2 separate regions of the Gasterosteus aculeatus genome follow, and region 2 is linked to region 1. The links are chromatin contacts, called in public Hi-C maps. All regions are on one chromosome and are shown on one strand. The core of a region is the stretch at or near the end of the contact, and the rest is flanking DNA. Distances in the headings are between cores, read along the strand shown. Region 1 holds the start of LOC120825194 (ephrin type-A receptor 4). Region 2 overlaps pxylp1 (2-phosphoxylose phosphatase 1).

The links. A called contact is a pair of places that touch in the nucleus more often than the background predicts.
Region 2: a Hi-C map of skeletal muscle shows a contact between it and region 1, with 5 times the contacts expected there. The contact joins the enhancer-like site here to the promoter of LOC120825194 in region 1. A contact is called at or near these places in 4 of 6 Hi-C or Micro-C datasets (skeletal muscle, tail fin and whole body).

The regions. Positions count from the first base shown.
Region 1 is chr1:2,174,468-2,181,429 of fGasAcu3.hap1.1, reverse strand. It overlaps LOC120825194 (ephrin type-A receptor 4), which reads right to left and starts at 2,406. Exons shown (of 18, transcript XM_078107223.1): 1 at 2,038-2,406; 2 at 522-589. The coding sequence starts at 2,134.
Region 2 is chr1:2,341,190-2,348,151 of fGasAcu3.hap1.1, reverse strand. pxylp1 (2-phosphoxylose phosphatase 1) reads left to right here. Exons shown (of 6, transcript XM_078107228.1): 5 at 826-965; 6 at 1,067-2,542. The coding sequence ends at 2,061. Among protein-coding and RNA genes, the nearest start is that of pxylp1, 12 kb to the left of the region's middle. Within about 2 kb of position 3,796, at least 1 of the 9 cell types and tissues checked has open chromatin away from gene starts, as enhancers often do.

The sequences.
Region 1 (6,962 bases), core at 1,157-3,656:
TATGAAGTTTCTCCACAAAGACCGATTCAATCCGCCGTCTATTCAGGAAACCTGACGCCCGCTGCAGTATCGGCCCCTGCATCTGACCATCGCGGAGTGGTTAGAGAGAAGGGAAGCGAGGAGAAGGGGGGAGCAGGGGTTGGCGATTGAGGGTGGGGGGGGGGGGGGGGCGCTAATAGAACGGTGGTTCTCAAAGTAGATTTGGGGAACCCCATGGGGCCACGGAGGCTGTTCCAGAGAGTCGCTATATGTACGACGAAATGTCTGCCCTCTCTCTACACTGATTTACCCGTTTTTTGAGTGCAAGACGCTGAAAACGATGCCCTGATGTCCTCTGATGTCCCCACAGTGCAGGCAGCTGCACAATAAATCATCACTATAAAGTGCTGACCAGGACAAAGTCTTATTAAAGAGTGCTGTGTGTCTGTTTGTCGGTCCAAACATGGATATTATCTCCCCGTTTCTGCTCAACAGGGGGCCGTGCGTCCTAACAAGGGGGACACTTCTTTTGCGGTACTCACCCCTCCTTCTGTGGGGTTGGCCACCCATCCCAGCTCCCCCTGCACGGATCTGGAGTCCAATAACGTGACTGGAAAACATAGAATGGGAGAAGTGAGCGGGCATTCTCGGTGAGACATCGGCATTGTGGCATATTTAAATCGGACACGCGGGGCAGGAAAAATGGGTTATTGTGATTTCGCCCAAAACAAGTGGTTATACTGAATCTAAATATATTTCCCATGATGAATGTCAGTACGCATAGACAGTGAAAACTGCAGGACAAATATGTTCTATTGCGTAATTCCCTGCTGTACTAAACGCGCGTCGTTCCGATCGATTTCACTTGAGATATGGACGTTTTCTTTGTTGCAAAGGACAAATGTGCTTCGTGAAATGTGGCATTTTGGACGTGATTCGATCCAATTAGGGGGCCGTGCGCATGAACTTGGCGGTTGGAGAACAAACGCAGTTTAAAAGACTCCCGAGTGACCGACCCGCGTTCTGCAAAATATGTCCTGCAGAAAGTAAAACATCGTGTCCGTGAAGCGTTACTTCAAGCGTCGGCTCTAAATGGAGGTTATTTAATCGTTATTTTTGGGGGCTTTTTGAATTCGGTGTGCAGCTTAATCAGCTGCTCGCTCGTGATTTAGAAATAAGTCCGTTACGCAAGTCAGTGTTATGAATTATTCGGGAGACTGCGGACTGATCCTTTTTAAATGTGGAACATGTGTTTCGTGTCTTCACCGGGGACGCGGGTCACCGCGCTCGGCCGAGCCCACACCGCCCCCCCTCCCCGGCGCGTCCGACGGGTCGTGATTTTACACCAAATAAAGTGCTTCGCGTATTCGGTGATTTGCGCAAGAACTCCGGGAACATTTGGACGGCTGGACGCGGCGGGCCGCCGGACCCCGAACCCCCGCGGCACGCGCGCCGGGCTCCGCGTCTCCACGTCCGCGTGAATCGGAGAAAAGCAAACGTCAGAAGAGCAGTAATTTATGTTTTTGGAACAGTTCTTTAATTTCGGAGAACCGGACGGCACATTTAAAACCATTCGTTATCTTGTCATTCCCATAATCACCTTCCGCTAAAAAAAAAAAAAGGAAACCGAGCCGCGACGAGCGGGTGCGTCGCGAGCCTCCCGCTGACTGCCAAGCGGGCCTTGTCTCACGTCTTTTTAGTTAGTTTTTGTCTTTAAGCGGGGAGAGGCTTGACCCCCCCCCCTCTAGATCAGCGCGTATCGGGGGCTGCGGGTCCTGCTGCCCGCCGTTAGGCAGCTGGCACGAGCTACGAGCCGGAGCCCGAGAAGCAGCCGATGCGCATTTTGGAGAGCCGCTTTCTCTTTCGGCTGCGCGCAGATTAAAAAAAAAAAAAAGTCTCCGCGCGTAAAGGTGACCGTCGGCGGTTATTTGTCCCCCATTACTTATCGCAACTATAGGGGCCCACGAAGTGAGGCTCCGCAGCCAAACACGCACAGAGGAGTGGGGGGGGGACCGAGCGGGATGAAGTCCCGCGGCCAGTCTTGTTTCTCAACCGTACCTTCATTGGGGGGGTATATCCGTGCCGGCGAAACAAACGTAGAAATCCCAAAAACAAGAAAGGTGGCCGTGAACAAAATCCCTGCCATGAGTGCCATTTGTGTCGTTGTTCCGTGTTTCCTCTCCTCTTTTCTTTTGCTGCTCTTCTCACAGGTCCTGCTCTCCCTCTCTCTCTCTCTCTCTCTCTCTCTCTCTCTCCCTCTCTCTCTCTCTCTCTCTCTCCCCCTCTCTCTCTCCCTCCCAGTGGAATATGTGTTTGAAGCGGACAGAGAGGAGAGACGCAACTAGCGCACAGCGAACAAGCAGAGAGGCGGGTCTATTCTCATGTGCGCTCTGACGCGCAGTCCGACAATCCACACCAAACGTATAGTGGATGAGGGGTAGGGGTAGGGGGGGGGGGGGGGCTTTAAATCATTAACTGCACCCCCACCCCCCATGCACCCCCCTCCTGAATACGCACCCCGTCGTTTACCAGTAAACACCAGGCAGAGATGGGAGGAGATGGTGGCAGTGTGGGACGGCTCCACATTTACCATCCACGCACAAAGGCGATGTAAAAAAAAAAAAACTCCGTTAGTCGCCAAATAACATGGGGTCGGAGGGGGGGAACGGGGGAGGGGGGGGGGGGGGGGGTCACAATGCTTGCATGTCATACATAGAAACTGAGCTTTGATCGGGAAATGAGGTCCACGCAAATCACAGCTTCCTCAACTTGGACTGAACAGCCAACGACTAACCGCTCCTCGGCCGGTGCGCGTCCTCCGTGCGCTGCCGCTCATCCGGCGCGCTCCGAGGCCGCCGCTTCGGAGCGCGGTCGCCACCTGGCGGAGGCGTGGACGCCTGTTCTGCTTCCAGAATTGGATTAAGGAACACGCAGGAGCGTGACCTCCGTACCATTACACGCTATTGCACTCTGAGGAAATCGACAATGTCTTCTTTTATGACAGGCGGCGAGCTTTTTATTGGATTATTCTCCCTCGCTATCAATCTATTATTATCAAGCCTTTATGGGTATTTATGAGCACAAAGATTCGTCCATCAGCACGGGGTGCGCGGAGCGGACCTGCTGTTTGTGGAGCCGCGTAGGTGAAGGGGTGCGCGGGGATGGATGCCGCCTTCAGTCCTTGCTCCGGGACAAAGGCTGCATTGTCGGCGTGCTAGAGAAGCCAGCTGTGTTGGGGTTCTGGGGTTCTGCCCCCGGGTGCTGCGGCTCCTTTGTGTCCTCCCACACAGGTCTTTTGGAACAGCCAGCTCTGTTGGTACCACGAGATGTGACCACTGCAGCGGTAGGAAGGGTGGGGGTGGGGGGGGGGGGTCCGGGCGGCGTGCATCATGAGATGGTTCTCCACAACCACCAGCAGCACCTTCATGACAGTGCGTCTTCCTGTGGGTCCAAAAGGCCCCGACTCTCAGTTTTCAATTGTGTTGTATTTAAGCAGTTTAAATCAAAAGCTTGTGTTGTTGTCCTGCAGTTGCTTTGTTTAGTTTCACCTCGTGTTTCACTTTCTTTATAGTGGTTTTCTGTCACTTTGTAGTCATTTTGAGTCCATCTGCTGCCACCAAGCGTTTTGTAGCTGGTCTCTTTGCAGCCTTTTTGCATCTCTTGGTTATTTTGGTCTCTTTGCAAAGTTCATTTTAGTCGTCTCTTTTTTCAGTAGTAACTCTGTGTCCTCTTTGTTGTACGTGTCTCATCAAAAGTCATTTAGTGGGTGTAGTAATCCATCCCTGCCTACGCGGCATTGCTTCCTGCTCCTTTCCGAGGGCAGGAAGTGAAAAACAGAACGCCATCACATGTGTCACCGGAGGCGCTTAATATTCTCCTCTCTGCTACGCGGACTCTATATCTTCAACATTTAAATGAGGGTCGCATTCATTTTAAATCTCTGCTGACTTTAAGACCTTTTCCTCACACTCAGGTGACTGAATGCCCTTTTTCTTCTCCGCTCATTGCAGAGTCATACATAAATACAAAAGATACGACTGTGTCTTTGTGGAAACGCTATCCGTAGCCTCTAGCATGCACATCTGGCAGATCCCAAGCTCTCCGGTTCCCATGTCTCTCTGCGGCCGCCACACCAACCTCGGGCTCCCGAAACTGGGCTACGATACGTTTATTAAAGCCCATGCGGGGAAACCGGTCTTTCCTCATCGGGGGCGATGTTGCCATTGTGGACGCTTCTGCAGCTTCGTAGCCGGTCTTCGAGGGCAGCTATGGATCCGCATCGTAGGTCTCGGTCTGATAGGTCAAGAAGGTCAAGAAGAATGAATAAATGTTTGGCTCCACGAGAGTCTCCTGAGGGATGCGACACGTCTTCCTTTGTGGGGTTACGGGTCCGTCCTCTGAACCATTCCGATCCCGTCCCCAGAGGACTTCCCCTGTTTTCACCACCTGAGAGCAAGCGAGGGAGTCTTTGGAAGAAGAAGAAGAAGCCCGAGGGACACCTGCTGGGCTGCTTTCAATCTCTTCAACCAATGGCAAAAATGAGAAAAAATAAAAAGGTTTTGCCGCCCAACAATGTCGGGCTGTGATGGCGGGCGGGACAGTGTGCGAGTGGGCGGATTGTGTCTCTTGTCTTCCTTTTATTTCGGTCACAGTGTTTTTGATTGATTACACTCCCATCGTTCCCTTTATCTCCCTGTCAAAACCATCGGCTTTTTTCTATTTCCTTTTAGGGTGAAGCGGCGGAGAACACACACACACACACACACACACACACACACACACCTCCCCGTTCCCTTCCTCCACCAGCCCACTCCCGCTTTCTCCAGATGGCATCTGCTGCCCACACATCTGCATTGTGTGCCAATCACAGCACACACACACGCGCGGCAGCCCGCTGAGACAAACTCGCACAAACTTGTGCGCGCAGGACAATTCTCCGACATTTGGGACTTTAAAATGTTGGTTACTGCAACTTGTTCCTTCAGGACGTCATGTCTGTAGTGTTGGTAGTTTTCTCTCATGCTTATCGGCGGGTAACATCCATTTAAGCCAAACGTTTAGCCAGTTCTACGCCACGGTGGGTAGTTGTGAGCTCGCAGCTGGCTTTCTTCCCCCAAACATCCGCTGCTGCGTCAGTGACGGGATATTTTTATTTCTCATCATCTCATTTGATCATTTCTGAGTATTTGCATGAGAAACGTTGCTGTTGAGCGTGTTAGAAGGAGACATAAGTAGCATTCATCTCCAGAAGGAGAGGATCAAAAAACTTTACACTTTAGAATCTGACACCACGGAACTAATTCGACAATTTTAAAGGAATCGTTGTTTGCTGAGATCTTGGAAATGCAGATTGTTGGTCCTACTTTTTGTTCACTGCTGCCGATGTGTTATATTAGTAGAGAAATGTCATATTTAATGTTTTTTTTGTTGTATAATTTTGACGCATTATTGAATCTGCATGTCTACATTTTGGCTCAGATTAGCTGGATTTATACTTTGTGATTTTAATAATGTCCTAAATTATTTACTATATCTAAGTGGGCTCTTTATATATATAAATGAAATATCCACTTACTCTTTTCATGGCTGCTGATTCCTAATAGCCTTCATCTTCATGTGGCGCTGTGTGTGTCTGTGTGTGTCTGTGTGCGTTAGTGTGGGTCCGTGTGCAATGACGCGTGTAACACCTTCGTCTAGAAACTACAAGCTGCCGTCGGCCAGCGCCGTGACACCGGCGGCTCTGCGCCAAAGATCGGCCGACTTAATCAGATGTCTGTGGCGGAAGGAGAGCGCGTGAAAGAGACCCCCCCCCGCCGTCCCCCCGTCCCCCCGCCGTCCCCCGCCGTCCCCTTTCTCATTTTCTCCCACCTCCCTGAATACAGTTTGGACCATTGTCGCCAGTAAAGTCCCTCCTGCTGGCCATGTGACCCCAGCGGGCTACGGGCCCTGCCCACCGCCTTCGGACCCCCCCCGGCTTCGCCACAGCGGAGGTCACAGCGAGTGGGAGTGTGAACGGGCAGCAGGGGAGAGAGTCACAGATGAGATCCACTGGACTAGAAAACGCACGGATGCACTGGTGCACACCAGTGAGACGCCATGGGACCGCGTGTGTGTGTGTTTACCTGTTTATTGTGCAAACCGAGTCCATAAATGACAACGTGGATCGCAGACGATCCGCCTCAAACGGATAAACCTGTCGTCTGCCGCGCTGAGCAGACGCATCGCAACCGGCCGCTCTCGAAGCCCCGCCTCCTTTGGTTCTCGTTGCTCTCGAGGCTTCCGTCCCAACGCGTCACCCGGCGACGCGGGACAGGTTTGAGGCCCGTCTCCTATCGGCTGAAACGACGACCTGTGGCTGGTAGGTTTTGTCAGCTCGGGTGAGAGGGTTCCTCTCAGGCCTCTCCGCCGATCACGGGTCACGCGCCCTTCTCTCGCCGGTCTGATGGAAACAAACGGATGGTGCAACTCAAAACGGGCATTTGATAGAAAGCGTTTGGCGCGTGTGGCCGTGACCAAGGTGCAACATTTACAAGATGCCGTGCCTTGTTTTACGGGCCGTATCAAAGTCCAAAATGACTCTTCTGTAATGAAAACCCGCCGATCCGACTGTTCTGTTGTCATTCTTGCGGGTTGTTCGAGGTGGGGGGGGGCTGGCAGATTAGGCTGCAGCCGTTAGATGCCTTCAGATATCTGCGGCGGCGCAGTCACTTAAAGCGTCAACACCTGCTGCAAGTCAGACTCCAGGCCGCCGTAGAATTCTTGCGTAAAAGATTTCACGTGAAAACTCCTGATTCCTGCACTTCAGCGAGAGTGAAGCGGAGCACAGACGTTAGGTGGGAGTCTGCGAAGCACACAATGAGCGCTTGGCCTTTTGGATGAGACTCTCTGACGACGTTGTACGACAGGAAGGTGGGACGCGAAAGGACACTTCGCCTCGTTGATGCAAAACCAGAACGGACCTTCTTGCTGAATCAGCCCCTTCC
Region 2 (6,962 bases), core at 2,547-5,046, 170 kb before region 1:
ATTATTTCGTCCTCTTACATCTCCATCTTAACACATTCCCTCCCACACACATGAACGTGTGTTAGAGAGACACCTGGTGGTAGAGACGGGAAGTGCAGGAGAGAAGGTTGTCATTAAGTATTCAATAAAGTAGTGAAGAATCAAACAATGTATACTAAGAGATAACTGGACCCACGTGAAGTAACGCCATTTAATTTGTTCATCTGTTTAAGTTGTCCAACACTGACCTGGAAAAATGTCTGCTGAAAATTAGGAAATTGTTAAATGTTAAATGTGAAGTCTCTTTTTAAAGCAAAATCACACTTGCTGTAAAGTGTTGTTCTTTCTCTTCAGGTTGTGATTTGCATTTTAAACCAATTTTCTAGATTATCTTTGACTGCATATCAAAATATTGTGTTGCCGAGACGCTTTAAATCCACCAGGACGAAGAGGTCCGAGGTCAAAAGTAAAAGCTGTGAACAGGAAGCTGCTGAGTGTCTTAGTTATGAGATAAAGGATCATACCATCCGGGCTTCAACGGGGGGGGGGCTCAATGTCTGATATCACGTAGAAAGAAACTGTTTGTTTGAGTGAATAAATCATTAAGATGTTCTGTTTAATGATAACATGCCACTGTTTAAATACACACATTACTCGCAACAAAGCGCATTCCGTTATTCTGAAACAACGGCGAAGCAATAATGTTGTGTAGGCTAATTCGACAGCATCAATGAAATGGAACTTTGTACAACCGTTGGAGCAGAAGTGAGTTCTTCCGGGTCACCTCGGCTGTAGTCAGAACCACAGCCATGTCTTTAAGTGCCGGTGTCCCTCTGCCGCCCTCAGGAAGCCCTCCCACCAGCTGCTGGACTCCTTCATCCGCCACATGGCCCAGGGGGGCCGCGGCCACTGGGAGCCCCCGCTGGGCTCCGTCCCCCGTCTGCCCAACCACAGCGCCTGCGAGATGGGGGAGCTCACGCAGACGGGTGGGCAGCCACACTTTCACAGTCTGCTTCAAAACTGTTTTCACGTTTGCGTTTCTGGTTTAATGCATCGGCGACTTCTCCCCCCCCACCCCCCCCTGCAGGTGTGGTGCAACACCTGCGCAACGGGCAGCTCCTCCACCAGGCCTACGCGCGCCACCGCCTCCTCCCGCCCGATTGGTCGCCCCGCCAGCTGTGGCTGGAGACCACGGGCAGGAGCCGCACCCTCCAGAGCGGACTGGCCTTCCTGCACGGCTTCCTGCCGGACTTCGACTGGAGCAAAGTGACGGCGCGCCACCAGCGGAGCACGCTGTTCTGCGACGCCGCCTGCGACTGCCCCGCCCGGAACCGCCACCTGGAGGAGGAGCAGAGGCGGCAGTACCGGCTCCGGGTGGGCGACGCGCAGCTGGAGAGGACTTACGCCGACATGGCGGAGACGTTGGGCCTGCCCACCCGCCAGCTCCGGGCCGCCAACCCCATAGACTCGCTGCTGTGCCAGCTGTGCCACGACATTCCTTTCCCGTGCGCCCCCGCGGGCGCCGGCGGGTGTCTGACGATGGCGCAGTTGGCGGTGATCCGCCGACAGCAGCTGGACGACGGGGTGGATCGGAGACAAGCGGGGCTGTACCACAAGTACGCCGTCCTGGCCATGTACCCGTACCTCAACCGGACCGCCGCCAGGATGGAGCGCATCGCCAGGGACAACGGGGCTGGCCGGCAGGCCCGCGGGGGCGGCGAGGAGGTCTTCACCCTGTCCTCGGCGCACGACGTCACCTTGGCGCCGTTGCTCAGCGCCCTGGGGCTGGAGGAGCCGCACCTGCCGCGCTTCGCCGCAAGAGTGGTCTTTGAGCTGTGGAAGAGTCCGAAGAGGAGAGGCGGCGGTAAAGGCGCGAAGGGGAAAGACGGGGAGCCGTTCATCAGGTTGCTATACAACGGCGAGGACGTGACGTTTCACGCCAGCTTCTGTCGCTCCCACGAGCGCCGCGCCAAACAGCCGCTCTGCCCCCTGAAGAACTTCCTGTCTTTTGTCAGGAGGGACATGTTCGGCACAGTCAACGCCACTTCCTACCAGGAGGCGTGCTACGGGCGGCGCGGTTGACCGCGTGGACTCGTGCGGATCTGTTGTCGTTGTTTTCCACTTTTCAAGATGGTGCACTTTTAAAGCCGCTCATAATGTCCTGAATGGTGACACACACACACTCTTAATACTGTACGTGATGTCTTTGTAAGATCAGTTTCTAACCTTTCTACACGCGTTTTTCTGTTTTTGTAATACTTGTGACGAGCAATTCAAGGGAAGTCGTACGGCACTTGGCCACTTTATTTCATTTTACATTCCACGTAAAATGTCTGTATTCCCAAAATGTTGGCGAGAAAAAGGGAACATTGATGCTGGAAATACTATGCTGGATTTATCATTCCTGGGAAATATTTTGAGTTTTTATAAATCTTCTCGCTTCCTTGTGTTAATTTTCAACTACAGAATATCTGTATTTTTAACAGTTTGTGACATAACTGATCCAATCCACTTTTTCGCTTGTTGGTTTCTAATAAACTTTTATTCTGAGCTGGCATTTCTATATCCGTGCCTGAGAAACAGTGTCTTTGGTATAAAGCATGTAGTTTATTTACATATATATATTTATTTATTTTACCATACGAGTATGAATGCAAAGTCTCTCCTATGAATCCACCACTAGATGGCGTGTTGGCTCCACACACCTCATGCAAACCCATCTGCTCGCATCAGTTATCCACTTTGTCACCGGTAGCACACAGTCGATATGCTTCTATGAGTGCCGCCCCCCCCCCTCTCAAGCCCCCCGGCCACCATGACAAGCCATGTGTCATCATCATTAGAAACATAATGCAACGCTGACAAGATCTCATTTGTTCGGCTCATTTTCAAAGTGCCTCAGCTGCTCTCACTGCTTTCCCCCCTCACAGAATCCTTCGAATGAGGAGAGAATCGACTGGGAAAGATAGTAATAACAACGGTGATTTGGTAAATTACACTGGCAGCATATGGATGTTGTATTCGTCCTGGCGGTAGGCAGCGTTTTTTTCTTGTTGACAAATGGCAACACAATCGATGCTTTCATTACAAAATGTCGTCGTGGAGGTTGTACAGAAGAAAAACTGTGTAATGAAACCGCTAAATTCATACAAAAAAGTGCCAACGCACACGTCCCGGGACCGCCCCTGAACGTCTGCGTGGAGAAACATGAGTCACGGCCTGAACTCCGGTTCACATCTCAATCCCCAAGTCGAGTCAAAGCGCTTAAAGCAATGCAAATGTATTCCCAAACTTCCCTCGGTCACGCCAGAACCTTCCCCCCGGTTCGTTTCCCCACGTAGGGCCATGACGTCGGGAGCCGACACCCCCCGCCTCTGATGTCATCCCGCCGCGCCGCGGTGGAGCAGCAATTTCCTCCCGCGCATTCAACTCCCTCAATCTTTGATGTTGTCCCGCCGCCTCCGGCTTTAGAGTCCTCCATTGCTCTCAGACTGTGTGTGTGAGAGAGAGAGAGAAGGGTGAAGACAGATCAAGGCGAATGTGTGTGTGTGTGTGCGCCTTTGTGTCTTCTCCAGAACAATGTCCGCTTGACCCTGTCCGGCTCTGAAGGTCCCGCCTGTGGATGTCCAAACACGCCGGCGTTGTGCAGCTTCTGTAGCAGCAGCGTGCGTGTGAATGAGAGATGATTGACAGCTCAGACAGTAGTTGTGGTCAAACGCTGAGGAGAAACAAAGATGAAAGACGGGGAGAGGTTGTGGTCTACGGTTTGACGTTAGCCTCCGCGCTCTCTCCCTAAAACCACAGTTCTTTGTGTTTAAGTCAAGCTAACGTCACCGCTGAGACGACTCCTGCTTCCCACGCCGGAGTGTTCTCGAGGCTCCGGTCCACCGATTCGTGAGAAAGGAGCCGGTTCGAGAGTACGTTGAAGTGAGTGTATTTCCACACAGAAGACACAACCGTTGGACAAATTAAGAGGAAGAGATTTAAACCGCTCCCGCGCATATACATAAAAAAAGCCACTGCTGAGAGCTGCGTAGAATAGCTTTGCATTAAAAAGTCAAACAGTCTCCAAAGCGTAGCTCCTGTGTGGTTGCATTGCTAACCCGTTAGCCAAGAAATAATATAGACAGAAGACATAAACCCTTCAAACCCCCTGGTTTTAGTACAGATAAGACACATAAGCTACATGTTGATACGGCGGTAACCCTTTGACAGAGCTGGGCTCACTATTTGCGTCCATTCGGAGGATGTAAGCTAACGTCGCTTTTGAACACGGTCACAGAAGCTGACAGAGCGTTTGTATTTGAACTCGTCATTCACAACATAGCAAACAAATCACGCAAAGCTTCATATAAATTACAATAAGACAAACAAATCCACGATATTTCACCATCTTCCAATCTTGTCGATCGGATTTTCTCAGCCCATGCGGCATTTTTGGGAGACGAGGTGAGAGAGGAGACCAAAAGTCCGTCTGCGTGTTCTTCGGGGTCTAAGGGGTGTTCCCAGGTATTTCGGCTTTATTAACCTCTTTGCTTAAGCCAATAACCCGGTTGTGCCAGGCGTGCACGCGCCCCCCCGTGCGAGTGTGCGTTCACCCCGGCCCGCGTGATGCTTCTCGCCGATGCACTCACCTGTGATTCATTGAGATGGGAGCGAGTTCTCGTTAGCTAAAATAATCAGGATTTATGAGTCTCCTCTCGCTGTAAGTGACGGGCCGGAGGCTTCGCGCCACACAGACGCTCACAGCCGGGCTAATTGAGTTTGCTTATTACTGTCTCGTTCCTCTATCAAGGCCTCGTTCAGACCGGTCGTCCATCACAACACACACACACACAGACACACACTCAATGAAAGAGCAGTTTGTGCCTTGGCGCCTTTCTGCACGCGGCCCTGTAGCAATTTTCCTGTCTGGCAGCGTGTGCGGTTTCCCTGTAGATGCCACGTCGTATATGAGAAGTGGACGTAGTGAACATGGCGTCACCCACCGGTTTGTGGGCCGCTGTTTTGGCCATCGCCATCTTGGATTAAGGTGGTCGCCATTTTGGGTTACGGTTTGAAACCTGTGAATAGACCAATATATGGACGGCTAAGAAGTGACGTTGAGACGCCGTATGTGTGTGTGTGCTAGGTAAACACCCTGTCAATCATAGATGCCCCGCCCTAAAGCAACCTCCCTCTTTATGGTCTGTTTGACTGTAAATGGACCATCATTTACTAATGGCGCGTTTCCACCGAGCGGTACGGTACGGGTCGGGTCTGTTAACCATGGTTTGGCGAGCGTTTCCACCGCCAACAGTACCCTTACTTGATAGGCGTGGTGTATTCGAGAAAGTAGTGATAACGTCACTTGATAGGCGCGGTATATGACGGAAAGTAGATTGACGTCATTCGATTGCGCGAAAACTGAAAGCTAACCGCAAACCACAATGGAGGACGTACAGCCGATCCTGTTCTTGCTTCTCGATATGTGGCTGTTTGTCACAAGGAGACGACAACACCTGTGCCAGGTACCCCAACGGAAGGGTACCCAAAAGGTGGTACGGTACGGTTCGGATTTTTGGTACCTGGTTTCTCAACTTTTGGCAGTGGAGACACAAATAAAAGGGTACCGACCCAACCCGTACCGTATACCGCTCGGTGGAAACGTCATAAATATCAATCATGCTGTATTGAAGAAGACTTGATCGAGACCAGAGACTGAGACCACAAACTTGTGTTTACAATGTCTACAATCAGACCTCCGTTGTCCTCACGGACCCCTCTTCGTCTTCTATCTTTAGACGCTGCTCACACCCAATGTCTGTTTGTGTGTGTGTGTGTGGTGTGTGCATGTGGCAACACCCCTGGAATGCAGATGGCTTGAGGACGCCCCCCCCCCCCTCGCCTACATAATTCTACAGGGAAAATGAGGCCAGAAAACACGCCGCGGTGAAAGAGGTGCATACAAATGTACTGCGAGTCAACGGCGGGCGGTGAGAGATGGAGTGAAGACGCGGGAGGAGAAGAGGGGGGGGGGGGGGGGGAGTTCGGTAAGTGGGTCAGGCCTGTCTGCCATCCCATGCACACAGACGCAGCATGCAGCCCCCCCCCAGAGGGAAAGCCAGACTTTACAACACGCCGCTGAGAGGAGAGGCGAAAGGAAGACGTGACGAGGGAGGAGGTTGCAGGCGAATGGCGGAAGGGTGGAGAGAGAAGGAGAGAAAGAGGGGGGGAGAGAGAGAGAGAGAGAGAGAGAGGGACAGATGTGCTGATCTGAGGAGGGTCAACTCGGTGAAATTAGACAGAACACATGTTCTGACATCTCGCGGTGGGTAACCATGGTGATAGCCTGGCGTCAGTGCCCGGTGCACTGCGTCGGTGTCGGGAGTTCTATCTCCTCTCCCAATCCGCCTCTGACACCACCAACCAACCCCTCCGCCGGTTCACCTGCCGCGCCCAAAACCCCGCGCACGTCGGCAGTCACCATCTCAAGTCCTCGCTAAGAGCACGCGGCGCACGCAATGCATTGTGGGATTGTACGGCACATTACAGAGAAGAGACGCCCCCCCTCGGTAAACTATAGCGGCCGTCTTCTGACGCCTGACCCGGGATCAGGGTTGAGATCAAGTGTTCGTCTTATGCCCGCCGCACCAGTCAGTCTTTACGGTACACCGCCCCCTCCGTCGCCCCCCCCCCCCCCCCCCCACACCCCGATGAAAGGACCCGGCGGGGTTTGTCTGCTGGACCGGAACCGGGATCAAAGAGCGGGAGAGAAGAAAGGTGAAGGAGTGAGAACAGATGAACGGGTTAATCTCATTCGACAACACAAAACAATGAGTAATGACTCCGGAATGCCTCCCCCCCCCCCACCCCCCCGTCCCCTCTGCCCCCCCCTCGCAAACTATGGAACTTTTTCATCCCAAAGCGTGGCCTTATTTGCCGCACTTTGCCTCGCTGCCTCCATTGTGTGCGTCCCGCGCGTGCCTAAGCAAACACGCGTT